Regions from separate parts of the Zea mays genome. Here regions 1 and 2 are each linked to region 3. A link is a contact called in public Hi-C data. All regions are on one chromosome and are shown on one strand. Each heading gives the region's core, a stretch centred on a gene start, on an enhancer-like site or on the middle of the called end of the contact. The rest is flanking DNA. Distances are from core to core; before and after follow the strand shown.

Region 1 (2,700 bases), core at 168-2,667, 390 kb before region 3:
ACTAGTCCTAGTAGTACTAATTATTATTATTATTATTATTATTATTATTATTATTATTATTATTATTATTATTATTATTATTATTATTATTATTATTATTATTCTTCTTCTTCGGTAAAAGATGGTAAAATAAGAAAGGGAGCAGAAAAGAACACCTCATCAACAAAAGGAGAAAAAAAAATACTACTACTGTACACATCAGCCGCATACAGAGCACCACTACAGTATGTAGATTATTGTGCCTTCTCGTATATATATTGCATACTATATAATACGCCCCGCTGTGCTGTAGCACTGTAGTGCCATGGATCATGGAACTGGAAGTGGACCATGGTGTCGTCAGTCACTGCGTGGGGATGAGGGGCGACGCCGTCGGCGTGCTGTCAACGGACTGGACGAGCCAGTCCGACTCCGGCAGCGGCTGCATGGGCGGCAGCGAGAAATGGCCGACGGTGGAGCTCCCGCTGCGCACCTCCTGCATGGTGAGCAGCGCGGCGACGGTGTTGCGGAAGATGCCCTGCCCGGCGACGGCCAGCGCCTGGCGCCCGTGGAGGTCCCTGCTGGCGGCGGGCGGGAAGACGGCCTCCATCGCGGCCTCGCAGTCCCTGACCAGCTCGGAGATGAGGTCGGTGGTGAAGAAGGGCTGCCGCAGCACCCGCGCGATGACGGGGAGGCGGAGCACGCCGCCGGTGCGCTTGTCGAACTTCTTGAGGATCTTGGCGAGGCCCGTGTAGTTGACGCTGCTGTAGTTGAGCAGCAGCACCATCTCGCCGTGCAAGTCCACCACCTCGCGCCGGACGCGCGCCAGCGTGGCCTCGGGCCCGCCCGCACGCCCGATGCGCTCCTGGAGCTCCCTCTGCCGGATCACGAACTCCTCCTCCCGCTCCAGGAAGAAGGCGTTGAACTTGTCGATCTCGGCGTCCAGGAGCGTCAGGAAGTCGGCCTCCGCGGCGCTGGACGACGACGGATCCGCCGCCGACCCGCGGGAGGACACGGCATTCACGCGCCGCTTCAGCTCCTTGTAGTTGAGGAACTGGCTCCGCCACTCCGGCAGGCTCTCCTCGATCTGCTTCTTGAGGCGCTTGCCGAACTTCATCGGTCAGTAATGTCTCGCAAGATTTTTTTTTTTTTTGATTTGTTTGATCGAGATCGCAGTGTATCAATTTGATCTCTCCGTGTGTGTGTGTAATCGAATGAGAATAAGAGGAGGCTGAATCATTAGCGACGGGCAGCTTAATATAGGGAGGGAGGTGGGTGTTAGTTGGAGCATTCGAGCAGCAGCAGAACAGGAGGGAAGGCCCGGGAGAAGCGAATCTGTGGGAGCATATGCCATGCGTATGCGTTGCGTGTAACGAAGGGGAGAGCAGGATCACATCACAGTTTCTATGGGATGGGATGGGATGGGACTCTTGTGTTCGTCTGCTGGGTGCTGGGGACACAGACGGGCCCTCTCAATTTATAATTCATATGACTTTTTTTTAAAAAAACTAACATGTTTGATCTTTTCGTCTTATTCAATTTTTTCATAAAAATAAATAAATATAAAGTTATATTTAAAGTATACTCCTATCGTTCTAATTTATAATTCATTTAACTTTTTTATTCCAAATTTAACCGACTCGTCTTATTAAAAAAATCATATTATTGCTATGATATTGTTTAGCATATAATATAATTTAAATATGTTTTTGAAATTTTCATTTTTCGTAAAAAAATTAAATAAGACGGGCCGATCAAACTTGGGATATCAAAGTCAAACGAATTATAATTTGGAATGGAGGGAGTATTACATACTAAACGTCATCACAGTAACGATTAATAACAATTATGATTTTTTAAATAAGATGAGCTAATCAAACTTGAAATAAAAATATCAAACAGATTATAAATTGATACGAAGGGAGTATAATACAAGTAGTATTAGCCAATTCAAATAAAGATGTATTCTGTATGTCATATCTCTTTGCTCCAATAGAACTGTACGTAAGGCCATCTCCGACCGATTCCTTATTTTTATTCTCTATCTTATTCTATTCCAAACTTCACTCTACAATCAGCGTCAAACAGTGTTATCTACAATCCATATTCCCTATTTTACACGATCCATCGAAGTCAGCCCAAGACCCCATTAAACAGTTGTTGAAACCTAGCGTTGACACGGTGGAGTCCACGAATGATGCTGGCTCGGCTTAGGATTGATCGGTTCTATTGGCTGAATGATGGGTCCGACACCAATCCACATGTTAGTGAACTTGTCTGTATCAACCGTTTATAGCCATATGTTATATTTTGATTGGTTCACATTGTTTTAAAGTTATTAAAAATTAAAAATAAAAATGGAATTCGATTTATAAATAGAAGAGGATGATTAGGTTGATTCTACCCATTATTCTCCAATTCGCTCATACTACTTCCTATTACACTCATGTCACTCTCCTTTTACTCCACCAAACCATTATCGTTGATTTGCCATGTCTTTCGTGGTCTCCTCCACTCGATATGTAGTATCAAACTATGATAGATACAACGACAAAGCTTACTTTCTAGTCTTCAATGAGAAGGAAGCAAAGGATGCATCATCAGAGCTACATTGGTTGGGATCATGAAAACAACCATGACTGTTTGATGCAAGACTATTTCAATGACCCATGCATCTACTCTTCGCTCTAATTTCATCGAAGGTACCACATAGAGAGGAGT
Region 2 (2,700 bases), core at 80-2,579, 260 kb after region 3:
CACCGGACAGTCCGGTGAATTATAGCGGAGCGGCCTCCCTTTTTTCCGAAGGTGAAGAGTTCAGCGTCGAGTTCCCTGGTGCACCGGACACTGTCCGGTGGCACACCGGACAGTCCGGTGCGCCAGACCAGGGTGCCTTTGGGATGTCTTTAGCTCTCTTTATTTGAACTCATCTTTGGTCTTTTTATTGGCTTGTTGTGAACCTTTGGCACCTGTAAAACTTATAGACTAGAGCAAACTAGTTAGTCTAATTATTTGTGTTGGGCAATTCAACCACCAAAATCAATTAGGAAAAAGGTGTAAGTCTAATTCCCTTTCAAATTCCATCTTCTCTTAGTTATTTCTGTTATAGTGAAAGAAGAGTACTGGCAGAAGAATGGTGAATGTCATTTTAGTCTTATTTCAATTTATTTAATAATATATGAATATTTTTAGTCTCTAGAACCAAAGAAAATAGAGATTAAACTTTATCCTTGGACTAAAGAAACCAAATTTGCTCTAAGTCACCAACAAAGCGAGTTGTATGAAATAGTACTCCCTCTATCTTAGCAAAATTTTATATTTAGTATCTTAAGTTTAATTATCTATTGATAAAAATATTAATGTTTATAATATTAAATAAATGCTATTATATTACTTATGAAATTTATTTTATAATAAATTAATTTAAAGCTAAAAAGATGAACATTAATCCCTAACAGTTTGGTCAAATGTGCTAACTAGCATATAGCTAGTAGTTACGTCCATTTTTTTGGTTCAATACCGGTGGCTAGAAACCAAGTTATTCTGTTGACCACTTAGATCTTGTTCGTTTGTATCGGATTACACTTAGAATTGTTCCGGTTAATTAAAGTTTATATAAATTAGAGAATCAACCCGGTTAAGAATCGTTCTGATCCACCAATCCGGCACAAACGAACAAGGCCTTAGTCAGAATGAAAAAAAATATCAAAGATTTTGACATCTACGAATTTAAAGTTTTAAACCCATCAAATCTCCTCTAATCCTCCGATCAAGCCCTTACCGCGCGTAGGTGGAGTCTGTCTCCTGCTGCCGCCGCAGGAAATCCGAATTCTGCTGGTAATTGGAGCCGAGATGGCGACGGCGATCCGATCCGCAGCCACGATCAGGCGCACTGCTCCAAACAGCGGGCACCAGCCATCCCAAACCATCAGGATTCTGCCACCTGGGGCACCTCCGACCAATAGTAGCTCTCCCAGCAACCACGAGAAGAACGTGCTTAAAATGGAGAAAGAATCCAACTCGCAATTTATGAATGGGAATAAAGATGAGCCCAGTGCCTCTTCATTTTTATGCACGCCCAGCACGCCCAGACGGCGGAGGAAGGGGGAAAGAGGAGGGCAGAGCAGCAACAGTACATCGAGCGAGGGAGTAGAGTAAATTGAATCAGGTTTCGTGTCGATTCGGAGGCTTTCGCTTCTGCTTGCGGAGTTGCGGTGGAGATTTGAGGCCTGCGGCGAAGATGGCACCTGCGGAATCCGGGGAGAAGGCGACCAGCTTCGCCATGGCCTGCAGCCTGCTCAGCCGCTACGTCAGGCAGAACGGTGCCGCCGCTGCCGATCTCGGCCTCGCTATCAGAGGTGAAGCCTCTTCTCTTGTTGAGGAAAAATTTGGGGTCTCGAGGAGGTCGGTAGGTGTTCTTTATCTGTTGGGAGTTTAGCGGTGTTTGTTGGGGAGAAGCGGTGAATTGAGGTGCGATTCATGCTAAAAGTTGCTATTTTGAGGTGCTCCCGTAGTCGTCTCGTGTCAGATCTGGTCCCGAAGTCTTGACCTGGAAGCAAATATGTCACTTGTATTTGGTTTCGATCAAGAATTTGGGCTTCTGGCTGATCTAACATCCGAATCTGATAGCTTCCTGTCCATCTCTGTACAGTCTATCTGAAAATTATCGGCTGAACTTTTACTGAAGCAGAGTGCTCTATCCTGTTTCAGCTGAATCCGATGCAAAGAGGACGTCGACGGACATGGAAAAGGGGGAGACGGGGAAGGAGACCATGGATCTCTTCCCCCAGATCGCTGGATTCGGCTCGGAGGCCGCCACGAAGGAAGCCCCTGATGCGAGGTACTTGACGAAATAGATACCTCTCTGTTCTTTTGGGTTTCAGTTCACAGCCATTCTCATGTCATGTTAGCATGGTACTATTGCTGTAGTCAGTTGATGACTGAAAACGTAAAAAAAAAAAAAACAATCTAGCTGCTGTGAGAAGCAGCTCTTGGTGGCCAGTTTTTTATTTGTCAAACAGTTGTGCCTCAGATCGATGTAGATGGTTCGATCTCCACACACAGCAGTACAACCCAGATCTTTGTCTTCAGAAAATAGTGAGAAGTTAATTTATCATCTGAAACTGAATATTTGAAGAGTATTGTTCGTAGGGCTTCTCACACTGCAAACCAGACTGCCAAACAATCTCCGGCAAAGCTTTCTGTGATGTGTGCCAAAGCTTTCTTGCTATGTCGTAGTGGTTGAATGGTAGAAGGTCCATCCATGAATCTGTAGAACTTGGCGCTCCGAAACTAAATGAATGAACAATTGGTGCCACGCAAGTTCTGAAACTTCAAAATTTTAACTCGTTGAAGTCGTTTCATGCGTATAAGTTAGCCACCAAATTTGACAACCGGAAACATCCTGATTCTCAGGGAGCCAGAGAAGCGCCAGCTGACTATCTTCTATGGCGGGAA
Region 3 (2,714 bases), core at 124-2,623:
TGGAGAGCTCTGAAACTAAAATTGAAAAACAAAAAGATTAAATCCATCACATATGTACTTATGTTTCTATGATACTCAATATCATATGGAAGATTAAAAAGTTTGAGAGACCACAGATCATCAAAGGGTTTAGGGTACAATGGTGACAGTTGTCTCACTGAGTCACTATGTCGCGGGTTTGAAGCAGTCTCTCCACATTTGCGGGGAGGGCTTGCTCGGCTTATCCCTTTCCTAGACCTCACTCATTTGGAAGACTCCGGCTTTGAGTCCACCCTTATAAGTTATAACATTAACTTACTGGTATGGTTTAATATCATACTGAGCTGGTTCAAAACTTCCCATTATTAGCAGCAAATTTTCATTAGAAAATTGTAAGACAGAGAAACAATTTAATGCATTTCTCATATCAGTATATGACACCCAATTATATCCTACAGGCTAAGGCGGGTTAATGCCAATGATTAAGAAACATCAAATCCGTAGCTGAAATATCAGAAACTGGATCCTAGTTTTGTACCACCACTTACCTCCACATCACACGGGTGAACCCTCTTTGGATGAACTCATTGGTTTCAACAGTGAACCCTTTGTGGATTAACTCATTAGTTTCAACAAGATCAACATAGGAGCAATATCTGGGACGAAATAAAGCACTAGGCCACTATATAAACTAGACATTAGACAAAACTCATAACCAGGAATGTACACAGTGTGAAGCTAATAGGAAGTTCCACAAAAATGGGATCAACACTATACATAAAGTTAGCTCAATCATATGGAACTAAGTGAAGATTATATAAGGCAGATATTAGCAATATTGCGAACCAAATTATGTGTCCCCAATGTCCAGCATCACTAGTTCATCCGATTTCTTAAGCAGCCCCCAAGAGTGGACACCAACACATCCACTTCCTCCAATAGAAGGGATCTTCAGATCCCCCCCCACACACACACGAAACGAAAGGGCACCGCCGCGTCGCCTTATGATTCCAACCTGGCTAACAACATGGGAAGGGGGGCAAATGGGAGACCACGCACCTCTGGCGACCTGGGCCTTGTCACGGAGGTCGGCGGACACGTAGACGGCCTGGCCTTCGCGGAGAGCAGCACCCAGGAAACCCTCTTCTTCGTCGCGGTCGAGCGTGATGGCAGGGCCCAGGTCGGCCACGCGCACCCGCCACTCGCCGGAGCGGAGCAGCATCGTCACCAGATGCCTCGCGGCGAACCCGCGGCCGCCAGTCACCACGCACCACCTCCCATCGCCTCTAACCGCCTCCATCTCCCTTCCCGCCGTCGCCGCCGCTCGAATTCGAGGAGGATACAAGGAGGGAGGCAGACACACCACTGCGCGGCTACGCCGAGCGCCCGAATCCGGAGGTGGCCTCTGCCCGCCGCGATCCGATCTGTGGCTTTTTCGGCGTCAGAGGCTGTCAATCCAGTGGGTCCGACTTGTCATTGGTTGGTTCATATTTCTCCTCCATTGGCCAGTTGGCCACAGGGAAGCGCTCCAGCATGGCCACCGTTCAAAGTTTTGGTGCCACTTTTTGTGCGCACGTTGTAATGGGAATAAAAGAAAAAAATATACTAACTTAAACGTGTATATTATATGTTGCAACGTTATATTTATTCCTTCCTTTTTTATTTATCACGTTTTAGTTTAAAAATAAATTAGCTGATGACGAATATTCAAGAAAGAGGGAATATATATAATGATATTCACAGTTAAATCAGTGACATGTGTTGAGAAGGAACATAAATTATTCGATAAAAATGTTGGTGCGCAACTCTTAAATGAAAACAAAAACACTTATATTATCGAGCTCAATATCTCACAAATTCTTCCCCAATAGTCACGGAATTGTTATGAAACAAGCAATCCTTGTACATTTAATGTATTTAGTATGGAATATAATGCTTGAATTTTCTGTCACTTGGGAAGTTGCTGGTATGGGTTAAAAATAATATGAATACTTGTGATTCAGTGTATCTGCCAGCTTTCTCTCTTTTTGATTCATTAAAAGGGGCTGAATATCCAACAGAAAAGCCTTCACCTCTGCAAGGAAGCAGCACTTCACGATTCAGATGTTTGTTCTTCCATATGAGCATCAGTAGCAACCTTCAGTGCTTGGTATTGGTAACTGATCACGTGATTGGTTGGTTGGTGGCGTCCAGGCCCATGGCGTCGCGTTGACCGAGCGGACGTCATGTTGACCGTGCTCCGCTCGTGTTTGGATGGCTGCAGTGTATGACGGCTACTTACATCTGCGCGTGCAGCCTAGAGCTTTTTTTTGCTCGCTCGCCTGCATAAGCAAAAATGCAGGAGAGCTGCGTTCCTAGCGGTCCAGGCTGGCGCGAGCCCGGCGCTCGATGTGCAATCACAGATTAAGATATCCAAGATAATTCTATTCCACCAGCACTCATTAAAGTTTGGCAAGATATGCCTGAACGTTAGCGCGTAGCAGATGGAAAATAAGAGGAGGCGTTGGGAATGGCACCGCAAATCAAAGTTCATGCAAACCACAAAGCATAAATTTCATGTTGGCCAGTTCTGGTTGCTACAGATGACAGATCCTCGGCATACCAGCAGGGAGCCTAGGCTGGGGCATATCAGCAAGGAACCCATACATTGTCGATGGCCGTGAAAGTAAATTACCATACGCTCATCACGGGTCATGTTACCATGTGGTGCAATTGGCAGCCTAACACACGAAACT

Evidence for each region. Hi-C and Micro-C count contacts between places; a contact is called where the count stands out from the background.
Region 1: a Hi-C map of ear shows a contact between it and region 3, with 3 times the contacts expected there. The contact joins the promoter of LOC100282863 here to the promoter of LOC100283692 in region 3. A contact is called at or near these places in 2 of 25 Hi-C or Micro-C datasets (ear and leaf).
Region 2: a contact with region 3 is called in a Hi-C map of ear, with 3 times the contacts expected there. The contact joins the promoter of LOC100276585 here to the promoter of LOC100283692 in region 3. A contact is called at or near these places in 4 of 25 Hi-C or Micro-C datasets (ear, endosperm, leaf and 1 more).

Annotation. Positions count from the first base shown.
Region 1 is chr1:71,082,427-71,085,126 of Zm-B73-REFERENCE-NAM-5.0, reverse strand. It overlaps LOC100282863 (ids4-like protein), which reads right to left and starts at 1,417. Exons shown (of 1, transcript NM_001155769.2): 1 at 144-1,417. The coding sequence starts at 1,096. The coding sequence ends at 344.
Region 2 is chr1:70,426,529-70,429,228 of Zm-B73-REFERENCE-NAM-5.0, reverse strand. LOC100276585 (Protein TIFY 10B) reads left to right here and starts at 1,329. Exons shown (of 5, transcript NM_001150339.2): 1 at 1,329-1,601; 2 at 1,954-2,083; 3 at 2,659-2,700. The coding sequence starts at 1,484.
Region 3 is chr1:70,691,249-70,693,962 of Zm-B73-REFERENCE-NAM-5.0, reverse strand. It overlaps LOC100283692 (sterol-4-alpha-carboxylate 3-dehydrogenase, decarboxylating), which reads right to left and starts at 1,373. Exons shown (of 12, transcript NM_001156593.1): 1 at 1,039-1,373. The coding sequence starts at 1,279.